Regions from separate parts of the Pan troglodytes genome. Here region 2 is linked to region 1. Evidence: chromatin contacts called from public Hi-C data. All regions are on one chromosome and are shown on one strand. The core of a region is the stretch at or near the end of the contact, and the rest is flanking DNA. Distances in the headings are between cores, read along the strand shown. Region 1 holds the start of TNNT1 (troponin T1, slow skeletal type). Region 2 holds the start of ISOC2 (isochorismatase domain containing 2).

Region 1 (5,736 bases), core at 2,374-4,873:
TCCTTGGAATTCTCTTTTCTGGGTTTCTGAGACAGTGAAGAGCGATTCCAAGATGAAGCAGACAGGACTTAGGGGATGCTGGGCAAGGGGAGGGAAGAGGTGAGGACAATCCCCAAGGGTCTCTGGGCCAGGGGGCCAAGTGTACAGCAGGGCCGTCATCTCCATCTTGGAAAAGTCAATAAGCTCCATCAGGGCGTCATGTGTGGGAATAAAATATGGCTTACCATATTGTACAGGAATAAATACCGACTTGCCTCCCACCCCTCTGGCTGTTCCATCCCTATCTCCTGGCCCCGACAGCCCCGTGAGCTGCCAGTGAGCTTTCCTTTTCCCTTTTCTCATCATCAATGCCATTCACTCCAATGACTTCAGGTATCATCAACTGCTGAGGACTCGCCAACTGTCTCTGGTCCAGACTCTCTCCTAAGCCCCAGACTCAAGCTAACAGGTATCTCCTGAACTTTTCCCACCTTCCCACACATGACGTCCTGATGGAGCTCACCAACTTCTCTGAGAAGGAGATGGCAGCCCCACTGTCCACTTTGTTCCCCAGCCCAGAGACCCTTCGGGGTTGTCCCCATTGCTTCCCTCCCCTTGCCCAACAATCCCCAAGTCCTGTCCCTTTGCCTTGGAATCCCTCTCAGTCCATTCCCCCACCCCACCCCACCCCTTTTATTTTTTTTTTTGAGATGGAGTTTCACTCTTGTTGCCCAGGCTGCCGTGCAATGACACGATCTTGACTCACTGCAACCTCTGCCTCCCGGTTCAAGCGATTCTCCTGCCTCAGCCTCCCAGATAGCTAGGATTACAGGTGCCCACCACAATACCTGGCTAATTCTTTTGTATTTTTAGTAGAGACAGAGTTTCACCATGTTGACCGGGCTGGTCTCAAACTCCTGACCTTAGGTAATCCGCCCCCCTCAGCCTCCCAAAGTGCTGGAATTACAGGCATGAACCACTGCGCCCGGCCCCATTCCCTTATTTTTATTTATGTTTTAGAGACAGGGTCTTGCTCTGTTGCCCAGGCTGGAGTACAGTGGTGTAATCATAGCTCACTGCAGCCTCCAAATCCTGGGTTCGAACAATCCTCCTTCCTCAGCCTCCTGAGTAGCTGGAATCACAGGTATGTGCCACTGTGCCCGGCTAATTTTTTAAATTTTTTTGTAGAGATGTGGGGGATCTCATTTTGTTACTTAGGCTGGTCTTGAACTCCTATCCTCAAGTGATCCTCCCAGCTGCCGCTGCGCAGGCAGAGGGCACAGTGTGTGCAAAGGCTCAGGGGTATGAAAGCACAGGCATGGCTAGAGAACCATGAAACGCTGTGTGTCTGTCAGTGGGGAAGGCAGATGCTAGAAAGGTCCGCTGGAGCCAGATGGGGAAGGCTTTGAATGCAGGCTAGTTGCTTTGACTGCGTCTTAAGAGTAGTGGGGAGTTGAGGAAAGATTCTGAGCAGAGGAGGGGCAGGGTTAGCTCTGGTGTTAGAAAAGTCTCTCTCGAGTCATGGAGGAGGATGAGCCACAAGCTGCAGGCAGGGAGGCCAGAGAGGAGGCTGGGGTGATGGTAAAGGCGCGAGGGGAAGAGGGACTACTGGGTGGAAAGAAGGAAACAGACTGGCTGGGCATGGTGGCTTGCGCCTGTAATCCCAGCACTTTGGGAGGCCGAGGTGGGAGAACTGCTTGAGGATAGGAGTTCGAGACCAGCCTAAGCAACATAGCAAGACCTCATCTCTACAAAAAGAAAAAAAAAAAAAAAAGCCAGGTGTGGTGGCACATGCCTGTGGTCCCAGCTACTCAGGAGGCTGAGATGGGAGGATTGCTTGAGCCCAAGATGTTGAGGCAGTGGGCCAGGATTGGGTCACTGCACTCTAGCCTGGGTAACAGGGTGGGGACTATGAGGACGATGAAGAAGAAGGGGAAGGAGAAGGAGAAGGGGAAGGGGAAGAAGAGGAAGTGGAGGAGGAGGAGGGAGGAGGAGGGAGAGGAGGGAGGAGGGAAAGGGGGAGGGAGGAGGAGGAGGAGGAGAAATGTTGACTGCTGTTTCAATTTCCTCCCTCCATCTCTGCCTTTCTCACACCTTGTCTCTGGGGGTAGAGGGAATATTTAGGAAGATGTATGACTGGGGCCCCCCACCCTGTAGGATCTCACCTTGGTTTGGGGCGTTCCTCTTCTGTTGGTGGTGGGGGATAAAAAGAGATAATTAGCAAGAGTTTAGAGGAGAGGGGCTAGGCCTGACACACCCTGGGGAGGGACCCCCCAAGCCTCGGCCCCTAGGAGCCCCGGGAAGGACTCTGGAGTCCAGTTCTGGAGGAGGGGGGATGGGGAGAAGAAAAGAGGGAAGGAAAGTCAGGGTGGCTGTAAAGGAGGAAGAGGGTCACACGCATCAGATATACATTCAGAACTGGTGTGGGGACCCCCCACCCCCACTGTCTGCATACCCAGGAGTGCAAACCCCCAGACCTTTCTCTATTTATATGCCCAGAGCTCCTGCTCTCCTCCATTAGGACCCAGCAGTGCAGGGGGTCCCAACCTCTGTCTTCATTCAGTGACCCCAGCGCTCTCTCCCCAGCTCGCCCCCTGCCCACCGCCCACCCCCCCCCCCCCTCCGACCTTGGAGACCCTGACTCCCAGCGCTAGCCTCCTCTGCAATCCTAAATTCCAAGCCCCAACCTTTGAATGTATATGGGGGAGAAAATAACAGACAAGGTTGGAGGCGAAGATAAGGGGGGACGGGGTGGTGCTTCTCCGCAAACATCCAACCCTTCTATAAAGATTCCTCCAGACTGGGGAAGAAGGCTTGGGTGTCGGTCCCTTTAAGAAGGAAGGGAAAGGGTTAAAGCCACTGCGGGGCCATTTCCCTTCCCGGCCCCGAGAGGGCGCAGGAGCTCTCAGGGGCTTAAAGGGCCAGGCCTGGGGGCGGGTTATGGGGGCGGAGGGAGGGAAGGGTGGTCTTGGAGGTTGGGGCCCGAGGATATCGGGGGTCCCCCCGGGCCCCCGACATCGGTCTCGGGAAGCGAAGCAGCCGCGGTTACCTGGCTCTGCCACCGGCTCCGGCTCTTCGGGGGCTGGGGAGGGGAGGGAGGAGCAGCGAGGGTTTGGGGAGCGAGGGGGGAGCGGCCACGCCCGGGCGCGGGAGGGGAGAGAGGGAAGAGACGTGAGAGGCTGTTAGAGGACCGGGAGCCGAGGCCGTCGGGAGCCCCATCCCGCCCCCTCCTCCCGGGCCCAGCGTCCCCGCCCCCCGCCCCCCCACCCCCCAGCTCCAGACCTGCGGAGTCCGGGACCTCACCTTCCTCCTCCTCCTCCGCAGCCTCCTCTGGAGATGGGGGCACAGAAGAGAAGGCGTTAGGAGCTGGGGGAGGGATGGGGGCGGTGGCCAGAGACCAGGGTTCCAGTCTCTGCTGGACGGGGGACCCTCTGGCCTCGGCTGCGATGGGCACGTTCCCCCTGGCGGTGCAGGGATGGCGCGAGGAGACGCGCCAGACCCGGAGAGGGCGGGCGAGGGCCCTCGGGCTGAGCCGCCCCTTCCCCGCCAAAGTGCCACACTCCTCGCCTCCCCTCCCAAGAGCTCCTGGGCGTGTCCCCATCCCATAGGGCCGGCCCACTCCCTACTCACCTTCCGGCTGCTCCCTGCGGACGGGTGTGGGGAGAGAGGAGGGAGAGGAGAGTTAGACCTGGGGTGGGAGAGCCTCTCCACCACTGCACGCCCCAACCCCTCCCAGTGCAGCACTCACTCCTCATATTCCTGCTCCTCGGTGTCCGACATCCTGGTGCGGCCTAAGGACCAGAGAGAAGAGGCCCAGTGGGGTGGGGCCCCAAGGAGGGGGCGACCTAGACTCCTGGGTGTGAGGGAGGAGGGGCTGGGGGCCTGGACTCCTGGATCTGAGGGAGAAGCAGCTGGGGCCTGGACTCCTGGATCTGAGGGAGGAGCAGCTGGGGCCTGGACTCCTGGGTCTGGATTCCTGGGTCTGAGGGAGGAGGAGCTGGGGTCTGGACTCCTGGGTCTGAGGGAGGAGGAGCTGGGGCCTGGACTCCTGGGTCTGAGGGAGGAGTAGCTGGGACCTGGACTCCTGGTTCTGGACTCCTGGGTGTGAGAGAGGAGGAGCTGGGGCCTGGACTCCTGGGTCTGAGGGAGGAGGGGCTGGGGGCCTGCCCTCCTGGGTCTGAGGGAGGAGGAGCTGGGGCCTGGACTCCTGGGTCTGAGGGAGGAGGGGCTGGGGGCCTGCCCTCCTGGGTCTGAGGGAGGAGGAGCTGGGGCCTGGACTCCTGGGTCTGAGGGAGGAGGGGCTGGGGGCCTGGACTCCTAGGTCTGAGGGAGGAGGAGCTGGGACCTGGACTCCTGGGTCTGAGGGAGGAGGGGCTGGGGGCCTGGACTCCTAGGTCTGAGGGAGGAGCTGGGACCTGGACTCCTGGGTCTGAGGAAGGAGGGGCTGGGGGTCTGGACTCCTGGGTCTGAGGGAGGAGGAGCTGGGGCCTGGACTCCTAGGTCTGAGGGAGGAGGAGCTGGGACCTGGACTCCTGGGTCTGAGGGAGGAGGGGCTGGGGGCCTGGACTCCTGGGTCTGAGGGAGGAGGGGCTGGGGGCCTGGACTCCTAGGTCTGAGGGAGGAGGAGCTGGGACCTGGACTCCTGGGTCTGAGGAAGGAGGGGCTGGGGGTCTGGACTCCTGGGTCTGAGGGAGGAGGAGCTGGGGCCTGGACTCCTAGGTCTGAGGGAGGAGGAGCTGGGACCTGGACTCCTGGGTCTGAGGGAGGAGGGGCTGGGGGCCTGGACTCCTGGGTCTGAGGGAGGAGGGGCTGGGGGTCTGGACTCCTGGGTCTGAGGGAGGAGGGGCTGGGGCCTGGACTTCTGGGTCTGAGGGAGGAGGGACTGGGGTCCTGAACTCCTGGGTCTGAGGGAGGAGGGGCTGGGGGCTGGATTCCTGGGTCTGAGGGAGGAGAGGCTGGAGCCCTGGACTCCTGGGTCTGAGGGAGGAGAAGCTGGGACCTGGACTCCTGGGTCTGAGGGAGGATAGGGCTGGGGGTGTGTGGGAGGGTGGGTGTGGACTCCTGAGACTGAGATGGGTTGTCCTGGACACCTGGGTCTGAGGGGGGAGGGGCTGGAGGCTTGGACTCCTGGATCTGAAGGAGGAGGGGCCAGGGGCCTGGACACCTGGGTCTGAGGGAGGAGGGGCTGCGGGCCTGGATGCCTGGGTCTGAGGGAAGAGGGGCCAGGGGCTGGACACCTGGGTCTGAAGGAGGATGGGCTGGGGGCTTGGACTCCTGGGTCTGAGGAAGGAGGAGCTGGGGCCGGGACTCCTGGATCTAAGGGAGGAGGGGCTGGGAGTCTGGACTCCTGAGTCTGAGGGAGGAGGGGGCTGGGGACCTGTACTCCTGCGTCTGAGGGAGGAGGGCTCAGGTCTGGACTCCTGGGTCTGAGGGAGGGGGCCGGCTGTCCTAAAGCATGCATGAGGACAGACCTTGGTAGGTGTGGTCCTGGCACAGCCAGGAGGCTGCAGACCCTGCCCCCTCAGCACAGCTGTCCTCTTTTGTCTTATGACAAGTCCATGGGAACCTGATCCAGTTGGGATTAGGAGGAGGCATTTGAGAAGGGACAGTGGCCTCAAGACAATAGCTGCCCCACCCCCAGGAGCTATTTTGGGGGGATGTCGTAGATGGTGAAACCGAGGATATTTCCTAAGAAGGGATTTGAGGAAGGGGGGCTTCTGGGAGAATTAGTCACCCGCATCCCCTCTCCCACTCGCC
Region 2 (6,444 bases), core at 3,857-6,356, 320 kb after region 1:
AGATCCTGGTTACCAATAGATCCGGGTTACCAACAGCCCCAGTTACCATCAGTCCCGGTTACCATCAGATCCTGGTTACCATCAGCCCCGGTTACCATCAACCCTGGTTACCATCAACCCCAGTTACCATCAGATCTCGGTTACCACCAGCCCTCGTTACTATCAGATCCTGGTTACCATCAGATCCTGGTTATATCAGTCCTGGTTGCTGTCAGCCCCAGTTACTATCAGATCCCGGTTACATCAGTCCCAGTTACCGTCAGCCCCGGTTACTATCAGATCCCGGTTACATCAGCCCCAGTTACTGTCAGCCCTGGTTACCATCAGCCCCAAAACGGAGGCTCTGCTGGGAGTCCTCCTGTGTTGGGCCAGCCCACTCCCCAGGGCCTCCTGAATGAAGGGTCCACCCTGATCCTCACCCCGCTCCAAGAGGAAACTGAGGCCATATTCTTCAGCCATAGGAAAGAAGGGGGACCCTGCACAGGCCACAACCTGGATAGACCTCAACACAAAGGCCACGGAGTGTGTGATCCCGTTTTCCTGAAATGCCCAGAACAGGCAAATCCACAGACAGAAAGCAGATGGGGCCGGGCGCAGTGGCTCACGCCTATAATCCCAGCACTTTGGGAGGCTGAGGTGGGCGGATCACCTGAGGTCAGTTCAAGACCAGCCTGGCTAACATGGCGAAACCCTGTCTCTACTAAAAATACAAAAATTAGCCAGGCAGTGGCGGGTGCCTGTAACCCAGCTGCTCGGGAGGCTGAGGCAGGAGAATCGCTTGAAACCCAGGAGGCAGAGGTTGTAGTGAGCCGAGATCACACCACTGCACTCCAGCCTGGGTGACTGAGCAAGACTCTGTCTCAAAAAAAAAAAGAGACTGGGCTTGGTGGCACACGCCTGTAATCCCAGGACTTTGGGAGGCCGAGGCGGGCGGATCATCTGAGGCCAGGGGTTTGAGACCAGCCTGGCCAACACGGTGAAACCCCATATCTACTAAAAATACAAAAAATCAGCCAGGCACAGTGGCACGCACCTGTTGTCCCAGCTACTTGGGAGGCTGAGGCAGGAGAATCACTTGAACCTGGGAGGCGGAGGTTGCAGTGAGCAGAGATAGCACCACTGCCAGTCCAGCCTGGACAATAAGAGCAAAACTCCATCTCAAAAAAAAAAAAAAAAAAAGAGAAAGAAAGCAGATGGTTGGCTGCCAGGGGCTGTGGCCGGGAGGAATTCAGGTTGACTGCTGGGGGGTGTAGTTTTCAGTTTGGGATGGTGAAAATGCTCTGGGACTTGGTGGTGACGGCTGCAGAACAGCATGACTATGAATGCCGCTCCACTGCATTTTCAAATGGCTGAAAGGGTAAGTTTTATGTTAAGTGCATTTTACCACAATTAAAAAAAAAAAAGAAAAGAAAGAAAAGAAAAGAAAGAAAAAAAGGACAGGCTGGTGAAGCCACCTGGCCAGCAATTCTTTTGCAGGGGAGGAAACCTCGACCCAGAGGGCCCGTTAACCTGCCCTAAGTCCTGCAGCCATACAGGGCACACCTGACTTCCACTCGGTCAGAGCGTCTACGCTGTCAGAGCGTCTACACCGCAGGGGCCCTGAATCAGCACGTCTTGGCCTACGTCCCTGGGACGTAGCTTTTGGGTCTCCGAGTTTGCTGCACAAGTGAGGGTTTGGGCTGGGCTTTTGTCTGCAGCTCTCTCCCCGTCTGTGTGTACAATTTGTTTGTACTTAACTCATTTATTCATTAATTCACCAGGGAAATGGGAGACCCTGGAGGCTCACTGGAGGCAAGACAGAAGGTGTTCTGGGAAGCTGAGGGAGGCAGGGCACTCAACAAGAGGCTGCTATTTTCTTTTCTTTTCTTTTTTTTTTTTTTGAGATGGAGTCTTGCTCTGTCACCCAGGCTGGAGTGTAGTGGCGTGATCTTGGCTCACTGCAAGCTCTGCCTCCCAGGTTCAAGGATTCTCCTGCCTCAGTCTCCCAAGTAGCTGGGATTACAGGCTTGTGCCACCACGCCTGGCTAATTTTTGTATTTTTAGTAGAGATGGGGTTTCACCATGTTGGCCAGGCTGGTCTTGAACTCCTGACCTCGTGATCCACCCGCCTCAGCCTCCCAAAGTGCTGGTGATTACAGGTGTGAGCCACCGCACCTGGCCTTGAGCTGCTATTTTCAAAGCTGGGTAGTGAGGACACTGTTGTTCCTTATCTTTCTTTCTCTCTCTCGTCCTGGCCTCAAGCAACCCTCCTGCCTTGGCCTCCCTGTACTATTTTTTCTTTTTGAGACAGGGTCTCATAGTGTCACCCAGGTTGGAGTACAGTGGCGCAATCATAGCTCACTGCATCCTTAACCTCCTGGGCTCAAGTGATCATCCCACCTCAGCCTCCCAAGTAGCTAGAGCTCCAGGTGTATGCCACCACACCTGGCTAATTTTTGTATTTTTATATTTTTAGAGACAGGGTCTTCCTATGTTGCCCAGGCTGGTCTCGAACTCCTGGGTTCAAGTGAACCTCCCGCCTCAGCCTTGCAACATGCTGGGATTACAAGCGTGAGTCACCGCGCCTGGCCTATTATTCTTTGAACATAATCCATCTACCATAGCAAATGTTTTCTATGTGTGCCATATCTCAAGTTTAAAAACGAATAAATGGTTAAAATGGTCAATTTTATGTTGTGCAAATTTTATCTCATTAAATAAAATTGAATGGAAACTCCCTCTGAAACAAAACCACAGTGAATTAATCCCATAATTACAACTGTGATAAGTGGGATTTGGAGGGAGTCAGATACAGCTTGGCAGGGGCTGCAGTGTTCTCCTAGAGAAACTGAAGACACAAAAATGATCTTTTCACAAAACACAAAGCTGACTATTACTCCCCTGTCTCAAACTGTCCCCTGACCCCCGTGGATTCTCTCTGTCCTCAGGACTAAGATGCAGACGCCCCTTTCCCCCCCGCCCCGCACTGCTCTGAAGACCCTCCAGCCTCAGCCCAGCCACTCCCTCCTCTCAAACAGCCCTTGCGGTTTCCTCCCCATGGAGTGACCCTCTCACGCCCACTCATGTGCTAACTCTTCCTCCCCTGTGCAGGAGGCGGGACCTGGGACACCCGGGCCCCACGGGATGGTTCTGAGGGAACCAGGAGCTGGAGAGCTGACAGATGGGTCACAAGGGCCCTGGAGTCTCTCTGCTGAGGGCAGTGAAGAGCCATGGAGGGGCAGATCTGGGGGCCAGCATGTCCAAAAGCCTAGGACAGGCATGTGGAGCACCCAGGAACTCCCCTCTGGCCTGGTAGGAGTGTGGGTCACAACAACTCCTAGGGACAGCCGAGCAGCTGCATTTCTCAAAATGATGGATACACAAACCCTCTGACCTCAAAAGCTGCTCCTAAGCATTTATCCTACAGACATTCATGTGAAACGACACAGGATTATTCATTACAGGACTCTTCCCCAGGGCAAAGGAGCAGAAGTAAGTATCAATGTCCACAATGAGGGTACTGGTTACGTAAGTCATGCCATCACTATACTCTGTTATTTCTCGCAGCCAGAAAAAATTACGAGGAAGCTCTTTAAGTAACAATACGAAAACATGTTTGAGAGAAGTGAAAAAGAAGCAGAACAGTGTGTATGGAATGCTCCTTTTTGTGCCAAAGAAAAAAGGGAGAGGAAAATGTGTCTGTGTTGCCTATATCTATATCTGCTATCTCTGGCAAACAAGCAAGAAACGGGAGACTCAGGCGGGTGAACCAGGCACCGGGGAAGTGTGTAGGAGCCTTTTCACTGGGTCCTATTCTGTTTCTTCTGAATTCTGGACAATGTGCAACAAGTTGTCTAGTCAATACTATATACAATAAAGGGTTGACATAAAGCCAAAACCCGGCAAAACTGACCTATGGCGTCAGAAGCCAGGACAGTGACTGCCCTTGGACCACAGTGATGGAAACGACGACGGCGGGAGATCCTGGGATGTGGCGCATGTTTGACTTTTTTATTTGGATACTTGTTTACACCAGCGTGCTCCCTTTATAAATATTTATTTAAGCTGTGTATTTGCAAACCGTTCGATTTTCTGCGTATGTGGTATTATTCCAGAAAAAGTGTTCAAAATGCAAAATACAAAGATGGCTTCAGGCCCCCGCCGTGCGGTTGAACTGGAGGCAAAGGCCAGAGAGCAGGAGGTCGGCGCTGGGGCCCAGTGGGACAGGGGACAGTCAGGAAGGGGCAGCTGGGACGGTGGGGAAAGTCGGGGAGAAAGGCCCCCAGTTTCTGGTCGAGCGAGGGGCATGATCTGAAGATTCATAGGGGATCCCGGGGAGGGGAACTGGTTTTTGGGAGATGAAAAATTGGGGTGAGGGTGGGTGTGTGAGAGAGAGAGATGTGAAGGGGAGGTCTGGGCTGGAGAGGGTTGGGCGTGTCCTGCGGAACGAGGAGCGATTCAGCCTGGGTGGAGGGTACCCAAGGCCAAAGGGGGCGTGGCTGGAGGTGGGCGGCAACAGGGGGCGGGGTAGGGCCGTTGATTTCCCCACCCGGTCTCGGAAACCCGGCCTTGGAGCCCGGACTTCCCGGCTGTGTGACCTTGGGCAAGTTTCTCTTTGTCTTAGCCTCAGTTTTCTCGTCGGAGAAATGGGGATTAAACCTGCCCACCCCCCAGCGCTGTTACAGAGGCGGCAGGCGCGACCCGGGGACGCTTCCAATCTCTGGCCAGCCAATTCTGGCGGGGCCAGGTGGAGTCCTCCTTCTGGTCCTGTGACCTTGGCCCGGGACGCCCAGGCAGAGCCTCAGTTTCCCCATCTGCTAGGCGGTAAGGTCGGTCTCCAAATAGCGCCAGCAGCGAGAGAGGACTTACCCGGAAGGTGCCGGGTTCGAGCCCGGAACGGCCCCTCTGCAGGTGAGGCGGGGGCACCCTCACCTCTCGGCGCTCGGATGGCCACCGCTGAGGCCCCTTGCGGGCTTCCCAGGGCTGGTTACCGTTTCGTTAGGGCTGGACACGTGGCCCACCCCCTGCACCGTCCGTTTTCCGCCCACTTGGGCCCAGCCGTCCAATCGACACTCATCATGCTCTGCCTCGCCCCTCTCTCCGGCCAATCCGCATGTGCCGCTGCCTCTGCCCGCAATCGGCGCTCACCAACTCACCCCGCCCCCTGCCTCTCAACCAATCCGCATATGCCGCTGCTTTGCTCCCGCCCCAGGGGGGGGCGGTGCCGGCAAGGCTGTCAGTCTCAAGAAAATGATTAGCTCGCAAAGGCGCCGTGGGGGCGGGGCAGCAGGTCGTTCTGCCAATGGAGAGCCGTAGAGGGCGTGAGTGGCGGCCGACGGGGCGGAGTCGCGCGGTGGTCTCCGAAGGCTCAGACTCTGGCTGGAGAGAGGGCGTCTCGGCCGGCCCCATTGCACAGAGCAGACCGCCGAGGCCGGGAGAGAGAGAGGCGTCTTACCTAGAGTAGAGGCATGTCTGCGGTTCGAACCCTGGCCCTCTCTCAAGAAACGGAGGCTTACAAAGATACCCAAGCACTTTCCAGGAAGGGGCTGGCTGAGGGAGCGATCAAGTGAGGAATTTGACACCCCCCTGTCCTTTGCGCTCTGTGGTGCCTCAGTTTCCCCATCTGTACAGCACCTGCCTCCTCGGGTGGTGTTTAGAATAATTTAGACTCTGTGCTTGGAAATGGAGGTTGAGAGAAAGAGAGAATTTCCTATCTGTCTTGGAATAAATCCAAACTCCTCCCAATTCACGGTCGGCCTTCCTGGTCCGTGCAGACCTCGCCTCTCACCACTCCCCCTGCTCACTCCGCTCCAGCCACAGGGGTCCCCTCTTGCTGTTCCCTCAATGTCCCACCGCAGGGCCTTTGCACGTGTGCTGCCTCAGCCTGGAATCTTAGGACTCCCCATGGCCCAACCTTCCAGGCTTTCAAAGCCTTTCCTGACCACCTGGTGTCAGGTAGCCCTTCCATCAGGTCGCTGTTTTTAATTTTTTTGAAACATCAAAAAAAAAAAAGAAAAAAATTGCTCTATCACCCAGGCTGGAGTACCATGGTACGATCACAGCTTGCTGCAGCCTCAACCTCCCGGGCTCAAGCGATCCTCCCACCTCAGCCTCCTGAGTAGCTGGGACCACAGGTATGCGCCACCACACCTGACTAATTTTTTAATTTTTTTGTAAAGATGGAGGTCTCACTCTGTTGCCCAGGCTGGTCTTGAACTCCTGGGCTCAAGTGATCCGCCTGCCTTGGCCTCCCAGAGTGCTGCGATTACAGGTGTGAGCCGCCGCACCCGGCCTTGTGTTTTATTTTCTTTTCAGCACTAACTCCAATCTGAATTGGAAATGAATCTTGCTTTTTGAAAAATGCATGGATATACTCTTTTATTGTCTGTTCCCCGCCAAAACACACACATGCACACAGAACAGGGAGCTCCCTGAGGCAGGGGTCCCTCTGCCTCGTTCACAGCT

The links. Hi-C and Micro-C count contacts between places; a contact is called where the count stands out from the background.
Region 2: a contact with region 1 is called in a Hi-C map of stem cell-derived neural progenitor cells, with 3 times the contacts expected there. The contact joins the promoter of ISOC2 here to the promoter of TNNT1 in region 1. A contact is called at or near these places in 1 of 7 Hi-C or Micro-C datasets (stem cell-derived neural progenitor cells) and 1 of 1 datasets of contacts at active chromatin or transcription factors (stem cell-derived excitatory neurons).

The regions. Positions count from the first base shown.
Region 1 is chr20:57,952,682-57,958,417 of NHGRI_mPanTro3-v2.0_pri, forward strand. TNNT1 (troponin T1, slow skeletal type) reads right to left here and starts at 3,624. Exons shown (of 11, transcript XM_016936854.3): 1 at 3,610-3,624; 2 at 3,283-3,309; 3 at 2,145-2,166.
Region 2 is chr20:58,270,480-58,276,923 of NHGRI_mPanTro3-v2.0_pri, forward strand. It overlaps ISOC2 (isochorismatase domain containing 2), which reads right to left and starts at 5,107. Exons shown (of 6, transcript XM_016936885.3): 1 at 4,849-5,107. It overlaps C20H19orf85 (chromosome 20 C19orf85 homolog), which reads right to left. Exons shown (of 2, transcript XM_054673556.1): 2 at 6,341-6,444.